Linked DNA regions of Anas platyrhynchos: region 1 is linked to region 2. Evidence: chromatin contacts called from public Hi-C data. All regions are on one chromosome and are shown on one strand. Each heading gives the region's core, a stretch centred on a gene start, on an enhancer-like site or on the middle of the called end of the contact. The rest is flanking DNA. Distances are from core to core; before and after follow the strand shown.

Region 1 (6,084 bases), core at 2,028-4,527, 44 kb after region 2:
TATAAATGCACTCTGCATGTTTTTGTTTGCTTTTAACTCTTCTGTCCACCTTGTTGCACCAGTACCCAGATGGGCACTCATCGCCGTGGCGCTGGCAGTGGCTATACTGCTCCTCCTCTTCCTCATCTGCATCATCAGGTGCTGCTGTGCCAAGAAGAAGCCCAAGAAGAAGGAGAAAGTCACCTTGCATGCCATCAGCAGCTCCACCACAGCCAGCCTTGTGCGTTCTGCTTTCCCCTCTTCCCCACCACCCTCCTAGCAGGAGGTTTGCCCTGTGCTGCCCATCGTCCCCCCAGGTCCCCAGAGTGGTGGGACTGGTTGTAGATGTGCAACCTGGGATTTCTGGAGGGGGGCTCTTTTAAACCTCACCTTTAGAGCATCTTGGTCTGCACGGTGCATTGTGCCTGGACAGACAGTGGGGACGTGAGCGCTCAGCTTGGTCCCCATGAGCTGGGAACAGAGCTGGGGGTCCCACCCATGCATGGGAACACACCTGAGCATTCGGGAGCCCACCATGAGGGATGTGCTAATCTCTGCTGCAGGTCCAGCCCGAGATGGAGGACCTGGAGCAGGGCCCGGAGCAGACGGGGCGAGGAAAGCTGCAGTACTCGCTGGAGTACAACTTCCACGCGCAGGAGGTGGGGCTGCTGTGAGGCTGGGCTCTTGCATGGTCCCTCCATGGCCCATCAGGACCCAGACATCCATCCCTGCTGTCCCTACCCTGCTGGCTTTCATGCTTACATGGTGTGGTGACATCTTCTCTGAGAGCTCGCTTGCTTTTCACCTCTCCCCATCGTCCTCCATGCGGTGACCTTGTGCATTGTTCTTTCAAGCTGAAGGTCGGCGTGAAGCAAGCAGCTGATCTGAAGGCCATGGACAACGGGGGCACGTCTGACCCTTATGTTATTGTCTACCTGACGTCTGACATGAGGAAGAAGTATGAGACCAAGGTTTACCGCAAGACCCTGAGCCCTGTCTTCAACGAGAGCTTCACTTTCCAGGTAGGACGCCCTGGCTGCTGATGGTTCCTTCATCCCATCGGGAGCAGTGCATGGGTGCTGCTCTCCAGGCAGGGAGATACTTTGCTGTCATTGTGTGTGTCACCCCATCCTTCATGGGTCCTCCCCTGCAGCTGCCCCAGGCAGAGGTGTCCGAGTCCACACTGGTGATGCAGATCCACGACTTCAACCGCTTCGCCAAGCACGACACCATTGGCGAGGTCCGCCTGCCGCTGGCCAGCGTCGACCTGCAGCACGTCATCGAGCAGTGGAGTGACCTGGCCATGGCCAGCAAAGTCGAGGTTGGTGGGAAAAGCCCCCGAGAGGGACATGTTGTTGTCCCTCTTGCCAACCTCTAAGGAGGTAAAGCTTTGGGTCTTGTCTGCCTCGAGAGCACCTCCTGTGCTGGGTACCCCTGCTCATTGCTCATGTCTCCATCAGCAAGAGCGGCTGGGAGACATCTGCTTCTCACTGCGCTATGTCCCCAGCACCGGCAAGCTGACGGTGCTCATCCTGGAAGCCAAGAAGCTGAAACGGATGGACTCCCATGGGCTGGCAGGTTGGCAGGGGCTGCTCATGCTCACGGCTCCCTACCTGGTGCTAATGATAGCACCAAGAGCTCTCAGGGCTTTGCAGATCTTGGTGTGGAACTGTCCCCTCTCTCTCCTCAGATCCCTTTGTCAAGGTGCATCTCATCCTGAACAGGAAGAAATGGAAGAAGAAGACAACAAGTGTGAAGAAAAACACCTTGAGCCCTTACTTCAATGAGGTGTTTGTGTTTGAGGTGCCTTTCAATCAGATTCAGGTGGGTTTCCCTGCAGTGCCCAGCTCTGAGCAGGTCCCTGGGCAGGTGCAGGTCCGACTGATGCTCTTTCTCCTGTCTCCACCAGAACGTGGATGTTGTCATCTCTGTCTGGGACTACGACAGAGTGACCAAGAACGAGCCCATCGGCAAACTCTTCCTGGGCTGCCGGGCCACGGGCAACCAGCTGCGGCACTGGTCCGACATGCTGGCCAACCCGCGCCGGCCCCTGGCCCAGTGGCACAGCCTGCAGCCCGCCGACGTGGTGGACAAAGCCCTGGGGCTGAAGTCCCACCTCAAGCTGCCCCTGGCCACCAGATAGAGGGGGTGAGAGCCCCAAATGGGTTGAGGGCTCTTCTTGACCAAGAGAGGAGCTGGCTGCTGGTGCAGCTCGTGCCCTGGGCAATGCCAGAGCAGGGCTGCTCTGCACCGGGGGGATGCTGGAGGGGAAGGTGTGGATATGGGTCCGGCTTGTCCCAGCCCCTCGCAGGCTGGGGGGACAAATACAGAAAGGTTCATTGGAAAACACCGAGTCCCTGGGTATTTTTTAAAGTTTTTAACTTAATTTTTGAGGGTTTTTAACTGAGACCAAGATCTTGAACCACCCTAAGAGGCTTGGGGGGAGAGGAAGAGGATGGGCTGATAAGGAAGGCATTGGAGACACAGGACTAACTCTTTACTGACTCTGTGATCAGCACACTTTGTGTCCTGGCAAGAGGCTAAAAGAAACAGCGAAATCAGCCCCTGGTTGTCCATGCAGCTTCACTCTTAGCCTGTTCCTGGCCTGACTTTGGCCCGTGCTGGGCTGTGCACCCTGAGATGTGTCCTGGGGGTTGCGACTCACCAGCAACCATCCCTAAGGACCCTGCAGTGCTGGCTCCATCCACCCCCATGTGGTCCTACAGAGCTGAGTCCATAGGGTTTTAACCCCAAACCTGGAGGTGCTGCTGGGGTGGGGTGGTGCTGAGCGTGCACCTTGTCCTCTTGCTTTTATGCTTTGGCCACCCTGTGCTGATGAAGGCTGGGCTGCAGCCCTCATCTCAGTTCAGGGTGGGTTTTGCATAGTCTGCTTGTGCTCCCCTGTCCTGCCTCGAGGGGCCTTGAGATAAATGTGGGATATGGAAGGAAAGATGCCTCCTGGGACAGGGTGGCTCCTCTGAGCCCTCTGCAGGTGGAAGCTCCCTGTGTTGGGCTAACTCCAAAGCCCAGGAGCCTCCTAGCTCCCCGAATTAGTATTTCAAGGAGCTAATAAGGGAGAGCCTCTTTGCTTCAGCTGAGAAGAGTTAAGCCAGATTGGCTCAGATAGTGCCTGACCCCTTCCCATTCCCACCTGAGGGGATTGCTCCTGCTCTGAAATGTTCTGGGAGAAAACCTCCCTTCTCCTGGCCTTCTGCATCAAAGCAGCCACAGCACGGCAGAGATTTGGGCTTGTATCACTGCATGTGGCCTCAAAAAACAAAAGGAAAGTAATTTGCACTGGGCAGCCTGTGGGAAGCCGTGGGCTCTGGAGGGGGAGAGCCCCAAGCATTAATGAAGAGCCATTAATATTGAAAAGCGGTTAATCTGCAATTATCCCCGGCTCCGCAGAGTGACTACGAGAGAGTTAAACAAATACGGTGAAGCTGGAGAAGATTATGGAAGCTCTCGATAGAGATTAATGACCTGAGCTTAACTATAAAAAGCCACCATGTCTGCTGTTTAATAAATGTTACCCGGGCTTCGCTGCGGCCGTGGTGAGGGGAGGAATGACAGGGTTGTTTTGGGATGGCTGTGACAAGGAGAGTGGGGCTTCTGCTGGGAAAACAGCATCATCTGGCTGCCCTTAAGGAAATGGAGGAGGAAATCAGTCACCTGAGAAATGCTTGCAAAAGGACACTGGGTGAATTAAACCCTCAGCCTTAAACCGAGCTGGGAGGGGCTCTGCAGAAGGGAGCAGCTCTGGGGGAGATTTTTGGGGCAGCTGGGGACCCCGGGAGCGAGCACCCAGCTGGGCAGGCTCCGTGCTGCCCCAGGTGAGCCTCGGGGAGGTACAGAGCCACCGGCAGAGGTGTTTGCTCAAGAGGGAAAGGTGCCTGGGTGGGGATAGTATCCACTCAGCTCTGGCTTTTAATGCCCTGCCAGGGCTGCTTTCTAGCTCTGGTGTTGCTTTTCCCTCTCCTTACATCCCCACCAACACGTCCCCATGGCCCGTTGTCCCCCTGCCCACCCCATGCCTCCTGCCCAAGCGATGTTCCTGGGAGGGCTGAGCGTGGAAATGAGCCTCAGGAGGAGGGTGCCCTGGTGGAAGGCGCAATGGGGAGCACTGCTGGGTGAGAGGGAAACCAACCTCAGCCTGTGCCTGTGCTGGATTCCCGTGTCTGCATCTAGAGGGCAGGGCAGGTACGTGCTGGGATCTGGGGCTTGGCCATCTGTGCTCCCAGCCAGAGCTTGGCCTCCTCATGAGGTCTCCTTCTACAAATGAACACTGGCTCTGAGCAGGACCTCGCTCCGGATCTAACCCCGCTGGTGGCCATGCCCTGGGCTGGGGCTGCAGCAGGCGACCTCCAGGAGTCCCTCCCCAGTGAATTATTCCCTCACTCAGTGATTTTATGATTATTGGTCCCTGTGCTTTAGGAAACCAGCCTGGAGAGCTGTACCAGGCGAATGCTGAGCATTATACATGCTTGTCACCATTCGTCTGCCGTGAGACAAAAATGATTATGGGCTGTCATCGTTCAGCCTGGCTATGTGCTGGCTGTCCTCCAGCCTCAAAATTTTTTTTTTTTGGCTGGTCTCACAGTTTTTGAGCACTGGAGACTATCTAAGCTTCTCTCACAAGGAGTAAGTGTGCCCATTTTATAATGATGCTAGTTAATGAATATTTATCTCAAAAACCTATGGTGAAACTTTGCCACGCAAAGAGTTCCTCCTCTAAAACTCCCGAGCTCCTGGGTTTACAGGGCGTTATGCAGGCTGTAGGTTTTTTTCTTTTACAGTACATTTTTTGTGGTTTCAGAGAGAAAGAAAGTTGATTTTAAAAATAAATAAATAAATAAAAATGCCAAGAGCGGGATGCTTCCCGAAACTACATCTCCCAGGCTGCCCCGCTGCTGCTGCTCCCTGGGGTGCGAGACGGGGGTCCCGGCCCCACAGGCGCTGGCATCGTGCCCCTGCCCACGGTAAAGCCCCAGGGCTGGGCGTGGGGGGTGTTTTGGGGCAGGGTCCCGAGCTGTGTGGGGCTGCTGCTGTGGGGAAGGGGGATTGGGAAGAGCTGGGGGGCACGGGAAGGAGGGAGGAGCGGGGGTCTTTGTGCTGGACTGCGAGCGGGGGGAGCGGGCCTGCCCTGGGTGAGGCTGCTGGTTTCTTGGAGGGGCAGGGAGCCCTTTCCCGACCCCCTTCACTTTTTCCCATCCTCTGCCCTTTCCCCATCCCCTTCCCCTCCGGGTGCTTCCGATAGCTGGGTGCTGTGCTGCCGGCACCCTGTGGCTCGTAGTTTGTGGCTCATAGTTTGTGCCTTGAGGCACGCAGGTATCTGAAGAAAGGGGTGCATGGGTCTGTGAGCTGTAAAGGTTTTACGCCCGGATTCTGGGGGCAGCTAGCTTGACCCATGTGCAGAGGTTTCTCTAGGGTTGTACATTCAAGGGAATTAAAAGACTGAGTGCTGGGACATCAAATATTTGCATTGATAAAACTGACCTCTTTGGAGGTGCTGAACAATCACTGTTCTGCTGGCTTCTGGAAGCCGTCACCTTTTCATCCCACTTTCAGAAATACTTGCCTTTAAATTGCAGATAATGAAGGTTTTTAAAGTGTCCTATCCCTTGCCCCTTTTCCTATCTCTACTCCCACTCGTTTTCCCACTGTGACTGCCTGCTCCTGAGGCTCTGGTATCTGGGGCTGTTCCTGCCCCAGCCTGGGCTCACGTTGCTCCTGGATCACTCATGCCATGGAGGTGTCCCCAGGAGCACCTCCACCATGGGATGCCTCCATCCTGAACACCCCAGGGCTGATAATGGGGGTGCAGAGATCACCCTGCTCCCTCACAGCTCCTTCTATCTCAGCTTTGTAGGCAGAAAGAAACCCAAACCTCCTGCTTCTCCATATTTCAGGCTTGGCAGCATGGAGCCCCCGGAGAAGCAGCACAAGGACCTTGTGGCCGTCATGCTGGAGGGCAGAAAGTGCCCCCTGAAGAAGAAGGGCGTCACAGGTGAGTGGGTGCCTGCCTCCAGTGACTTCTCAGCTGGGTGCGGAGTTTTTCAGCACTCTGTGCTCATCCCTTCCCTCCCCAGGCCGAATCATGGAGCA
Region 2 (5,503 bases), core at 2,210-4,709:
CAGCACTCTGCTGGTGGTCACCAAAGATGGGCTCGATGGAGACCAACACAACACGAGGCTGATGGAGGCACGAGGATGGAGGTCGATACGGTGTGAAAGCTTGGCCTCAGCCCGGCCTCCATCACCCCACAGCTCAGAAGGACGTGGAGGCCACGCGACCCCATGTGCAGGTGGAGGACGGAGCTGGGGGTTTGTCCTTGGATGTGGCCTGGCAGCTCCAGCTTAGCGAGGGATTAGGGTTTAGAAGCTTTGCTGGTGCTTAGGAAATGAAGGGAACCTTCCTCCCCGCTGCCGATAGGGATGCCGGGCGTTTTGGAATTAACTCTCTTCTCTCCGAACACGCGGCGTCGTTTTTTTGTAGAGCACCAAGGGGGTAGAGCCCCGGCTGCTGGGACACACCGTGGTGCTAAAAATCTCGCTGTCTCCTCTTCTGCTGGCACAAAAATCAGTCCAACATGTGTTGGTGGGGAAAATTCTGCAAAACCAGGGTTACTCCACCACGTGCCTCTAAATTGTGTGGGTTTAGGTCCTGGTAGCACATCTGGTGGGAAGGTGCTGTGCTAGCACAGGGCCTCGCTTCTCTACCTGCTCTGGAGCACTCGTGGGTTAAGGAAATTAAGAAAGATGCCTTTGCAGGGGCAAAAGAAGGAAAAAAAAGGGACAGGCTGAGCTGCTAATTCCTGCTGAGATCTGACCTGCAGAGCAAGCAGCAAACAGGAGGAAAGGGGGAGATGCTCCTCTGGCCAGGGGACGCGGGGGACATGGCTCTTATGGGATGCTCAGGCCCACGGCTGGGCAGCTCTCCCACACCCACTGTTGCTGTGCTGGGCTGAGGGGAGAAAGCAAAACAAATGATTCATGGGCGCTAAACCACTGCCAGGATTGCAGGGGCCGGGAGCAGGTGGCGAGGGAGGCTTGCAAAACTTCACCTGACTCCCAAAGCCTCGAGCGAACCCAATTTAGATCCCAACCCAGTCCGACCTGAAAGTCGTGGTTATGGCTACGCCGACAAGGGCTTCCCGCTCTGCGATTCCATCAGCACGGAGTTCAGCCGAGGGCAGGGCTTGTGGGGGCTCATCCATGCTCACCAGACCCTCATCATCCCTATGTCACACAGGGGAAATGAAGCAGGGAGAGCTGTGACGGTGCTGTGATGGTCACACACGGGCAGAACAAAGCAGCGTCGTGCTCCCGGCTCCCATGTACCAGATGTGAAGCCATTGTCACCGCCAGGGGCCAGGTCCCCCCTCCCCAGCATGCTCAGAATGAGCAAAAACACTGGGGCCAGTTGCTCGTTGCTGACGGGGAGCGCTTTATTTCGGATAAAAAGCACTTCAAAAAGAATTCGCCCTCTTTGCCTCACTCTGCTTTTTCTTCTTCCCCAGATTTCAGGCGCATCTGAAGATTGATTGCATCCCAGCTACGTGGTTTGAATGCAAGTTGCGCTCGCACACGTAATAGTTTTTGCTAAAACGTTTTCCAAGACCCGTAATTGCCATCGCAGGCCAAGTGCGAAACTAAAAACCGAGAGAAAGAAACTGCTGCCAAACCGACGAGTCCGTCAAAAAAGGAGAGACTTGTTCACCAACCTGCACTTGCTTTAAACACACAAATATGTGCATTTTTTACTCTCGGCTGGTGCTGTGTGCCGGGCTATTGGCGCAGCCTGCGTGGAGGAGCGATGCCCGGGGGAGCCCCGCTTGCTGCCTGCCTCCTGCAAAGCCCCAAACGGTGTCACCACGCTCTGCAGAGTGTGTGAGCAGGCCAAAGCCCCAAGCAGCATCACGAGGCAGCCTCGTTTCTCGCAGGGAGAGCTGCACAGCGTATCTATCTGTCTTGGTTTCCCCAAGAAGAAAAATATCTGCACGTGCCTGGCGTGGCTCAGCACTTCCAGGGCACTGGCTGCGGCGCGTGCATGGAGCAGAAGCAGCGAGCGCGCAGTGGGTCGACTGCAGCAGTGTGAGGCTGGGGGTCTGCACACCGTGCTGCTCCTCTCCGTGCTGCAGCAGTGCTCCTTCTGCAGCCCTGGCTCTGTGCTGCCAGGCATTGCTGCCAAAGGGAGAAGGGGAAGGCAGCACAAAGTCGTGCGTTGAGTAAATTCCCTTGGCACAGAGCAGGGGTCAAAGGCAGGGGATGGGAGGAGCGGGACCTTTGTACTGGGCATGGAGCAAGCACGCTGCAGGATGCAAAGCTGGTGGTGGCAGCTAGCTCTCCTAGAGGCTTTGCGGTGACAACCCTTAGCACGGCTGGCCCTTCTCCCTGCGGGCTGAACTGCTGTGGTCACTCACGTGGCTTTGCCCTGGAAAGTGAGGCCGAGTGAGGAATTCACTTTTTGGCGTGCCAGAAGCTGCCCGGGGTCACGCTCACACCTCCGAGGGCAGCAGGAGGCAGAGGACGGGGCCAGGGGAAGGAGAGAGGTGCTAAATGGTTTGGTTTCTGTACAGCCAGGCCTTAATAAAGGATCCTTGCCCCATGCTCCTTGGGGGCAAGGCATGGTCTTCCCTCTTTCTTCTCCCACTGCTCCTTGCTGCGTATGAACCAGCCCGGCTGAGCGCAGGGGTGAGGGCTCTGTCAGCTCCAGACCCTTTTTCCCTGCCCCTCTGCAGGTTTTTGTTCAGCTGCTCACCAGTTGCTAGGATTTTGTTGTTGTTGTTTCCTACGTCGCTTAAATCGTTTTCACTGATGAGAGCATCTGCTGCCATCTGTGCCTCCCCCTCCTTCCCCGCACCGGTCCGGGCGGCGAGCTGGGTGCCGCAGGATCTGTGCAGCACGATCCTGCCCCGAATACCGGCATGGGGAGGGGAGCAGAGGCAGCTCCATCAGCACCCCACTTCTCCCCCTGCATCGGCAGGTCTGCAGTTCCAGCGGTGCCTCGGTGCCCAGCTCCCAAGCCCGACCAGGACCCAGTGGCACTTGGCGTGGCTGCAGCTCCGCGAAGCCCAACGAGACAGCTTTGAAAACGCAGTGGTGAGGGGACTTTGGGAAGGTCCCCCCTTTGTGCTGTAATTTGGGTGTCGATGCAAAATTGGGGGCTGGCAGCTCTGCCCCCGTGGGAACGCAGAGCTGCTGGGCCGGGCTGGGAGGTCGCTCCCCGAATGAGCCGCCAGCGCCACGCTGCAGCTTGCCCTATTTATCACAGCCAGCCCGTGTAGATGTAGGAGAGCCACGGGGTCACGTTTGCTGCCGGGAGGAAATCCAAACCAGTTTAACCCAGCTGGGATTTGCCTGCGAACTGGCTCGGCAGCCTTTGCACGGAGGTGGCATCACCCAGCCCGGGGCTTGCGTAAGCGTGGCCGTGTTTGCTCACACACCAGGGCACCCACACCCCTCTGCCCCGTGCGGTCTCGCAGGGTGATTTCAAGAGGTTCCTGGTGCCCAAAGCCACCTTCTCGTCCTCCTTGGTTTGCTGACGGGGCTGGGCTGCAGGGATCACGGCAGAGCGGTGTGCGGGAGCCCTCTGCCTGCATCCCGCAGCACGGCTGCAGGCAGGCAGGAGCTGCAGCTCCTCGGTCTGCAGAGACCACAAGGAGCAGATGTTGGTCTGGGAAGGACCTCGTGGTGTGTAAGAAGTCAGCTCCGTGTCTCCATCAGCTCCTGCTGGGTGGTGGGGATGCTCCGAGGTCCTCCCTGAAGCCGTTTCTTCTCCAGGCTCAGCCTCTCCTTCCCTCACCAGCCTCGGCAGCCTTTCCTGAGCCCCCACCAAAAGCCTGTCATGTATGGGGGCCCCAAACTAGGAGCAATATTTTAGGCACCACCTAACAATACTGACTAGTGGCAAATAATCTCCTCCCCCCCCTCCTTCCCATTTCCCCCCTCTTGAGCTAAAGAAATAGAAAAAAAAAAAAAGAAATCCTCATCAACCTGCCAAGCTAAATTTCCTGGAGGAATACAATTAAATCTCCATGTGGCAATGCGACCATCGCTCCTTCCCGATACCAAACGGCTTCCCAAGCATCTGACGGCTCCTCTCTTCCTCCCCCTCCACTTGGTTTTCACTCCTGCTGCTGAATGCAACAGAGGCTGCGGCTTCGCAGCCAAAAAAAGGTGCGAGCTGGAGAGCGCCCAGCGAAGTTGTGAGTGGCAGAAGTGAAAAGGCAGAGAAGCAGCCCTTGAAATCCTCCCTTCTGTTATGTTGGGTGGCAGCCTTGGCAAACCCTGAAATTCCAGAATTTTCCTGTACAATTGGGAAAAAAGAAAAAAAAAAACACACGATGAGAGTACCTGTCATATTTGGCTGCTGCTTTTCTTTCCTTTGTTCCCTCAAAGATAAAAATAAAAGATAAAATCAGAAATAAAATAAAACAAAACAAAACAAAACAAAACAAAACAAAACAAAACAAAATAAAATAAAATAAAATAAAATAAAATAAAATAAAATAAAATAAAATAAAATAAAATAAAATAAAGACAGACCCAACCAATTTTCAGGGTTGCAGCGCACCTCAGCCCCGCCGCAGCACACTTCAGCCTTGGCACAGAGATGCCTCGTACAAGGTGGGTGTTGCCAGCAACAAATAATAAACGTGAGGGCTGCTGATAATAGTCCACCCTGTCCATCCCTGACAGTTTGTGCATGCAAAAATGCTGCGGAGTCAGTGCTGTGCTCCCCCTGGTTCATTAAAGAGGCAGTCCGTCGGGGGAAGATGCTGGCAGCCCATTTGTCACGCCGGTTAAAGGCAGGAGAGGCTGCCTTTGGGTTGCTTCCCATTTTGCCAGCCCTGATTTTACCTGATTTTCTATATTACTTTTTTTTTGCATGTGCCGAGCAGGGTGAGCGGTTGGGGCTGGCTCCCTGCAAAACCACCGCAGGGCTCGCAGCGGGCGATGCGCTTCCCCAGTTTTTGCTAGTTCAGGAGGTGCCTCCTGCTTTAGTCCTGCAGTGACACCTAAATCTGCCCCACACGTTTTGGGTTTCAGGCCAGGCCTTGCCATTCATTTGAGGCATTTTTCTCTTTCTCTTCATGCGCAGAGCAGGAGAAGGGAGGACAACCCGAGCAGCCAGCGCAGCAGACCAGACATCGGAGGTATCTTTATTGACCGTCTTACAGAAGTACAGCAGCACTCGGTTTAGGGGGTGTGCGACTTCCCCAGAAGGTGCCTTCCTTCTCAGCACTGTGGGGCTGTCCCAAGAAGAAATCTGCCCTTAACACACTGGGCTTCATCCGGAGGCTTTGGGGCTCTCCGGGGACAGTAAGTTATTTCAACCGACGGGTGAAATTCAACAAAGCTGCATCAGAAAAGGAAAATAAAAGGTATGTGGAGGGGTGGTGGGCAGCCTGAGCATGCCTGACATGCTCTGAGCCTTGCCATCCCTTGGGGTCTTGGGCACGTTGCCTTCCTCCCACCACCTTGCACCCCGGCCGTGCCCCCAGCCCCGGCTGCAGCCCACAGAGCCCCAGGGCCATACTGGCAGCTGCGAGCCACACTCAGCTCTCAGCTCCGAGTGCCCTCGTCACACAGCTTTATTTGCCATAAAATAAGCTTTTCTCAGTCTGCCTTCCTC

What was found. Hi-C and Micro-C count contacts between places; a contact is called where the count stands out from the background.
Region 1: a Hi-C map of liver shows a contact between it and region 2, with 5 times the contacts expected there. The contact joins the promoter of LOC113843797 here to the enhancer-like site in region 2. A contact is called at or near these places in 3 of 8 Hi-C or Micro-C datasets (liver, skeletal muscle and subcutaneous adipose tissue).

What each region holds. Positions count from the first base shown.
Region 1 is chr5:27,980,228-27,986,311 of IASCAAS_PekinDuck_T2T, forward strand. It overlaps LOC113843797, which reads left to right and starts at 3,278. Exons shown (of 8, transcript XM_072038519.1): 1 at 3,278-3,812; 2 at 4,796-4,958; 3 at 5,889-5,986; 4 at 6,069-6,084. The coding sequence starts at 4,852. SYT8 (synaptotagmin 8) reads left to right here. Exons shown (of 9, transcript XM_027459394.3): 3 at 63-220; 4 at 543-638; 5 at 834-1,001; 6 at 1,133-1,300; 7 at 1,440-1,557; 8 at 1,670-1,803; 9 at 1,889-2,339. The coding sequence ends at 2,122.
Region 2 is chr5:27,935,887-27,941,389 of IASCAAS_PekinDuck_T2T, forward strand. No RefSeq gene overlaps it. Among named protein-coding and RNA genes, the nearest start is that of DUSP8, 3.1 kb to the left of the region's middle. Within about 2 kb of position 3,460, at least 4 of the 8 cell types and tissues checked have an H3K27ac peak or open chromatin away from gene starts, as enhancers often do. A contact at or near this core is called in subcutaneous adipose tissue, where this site is marked.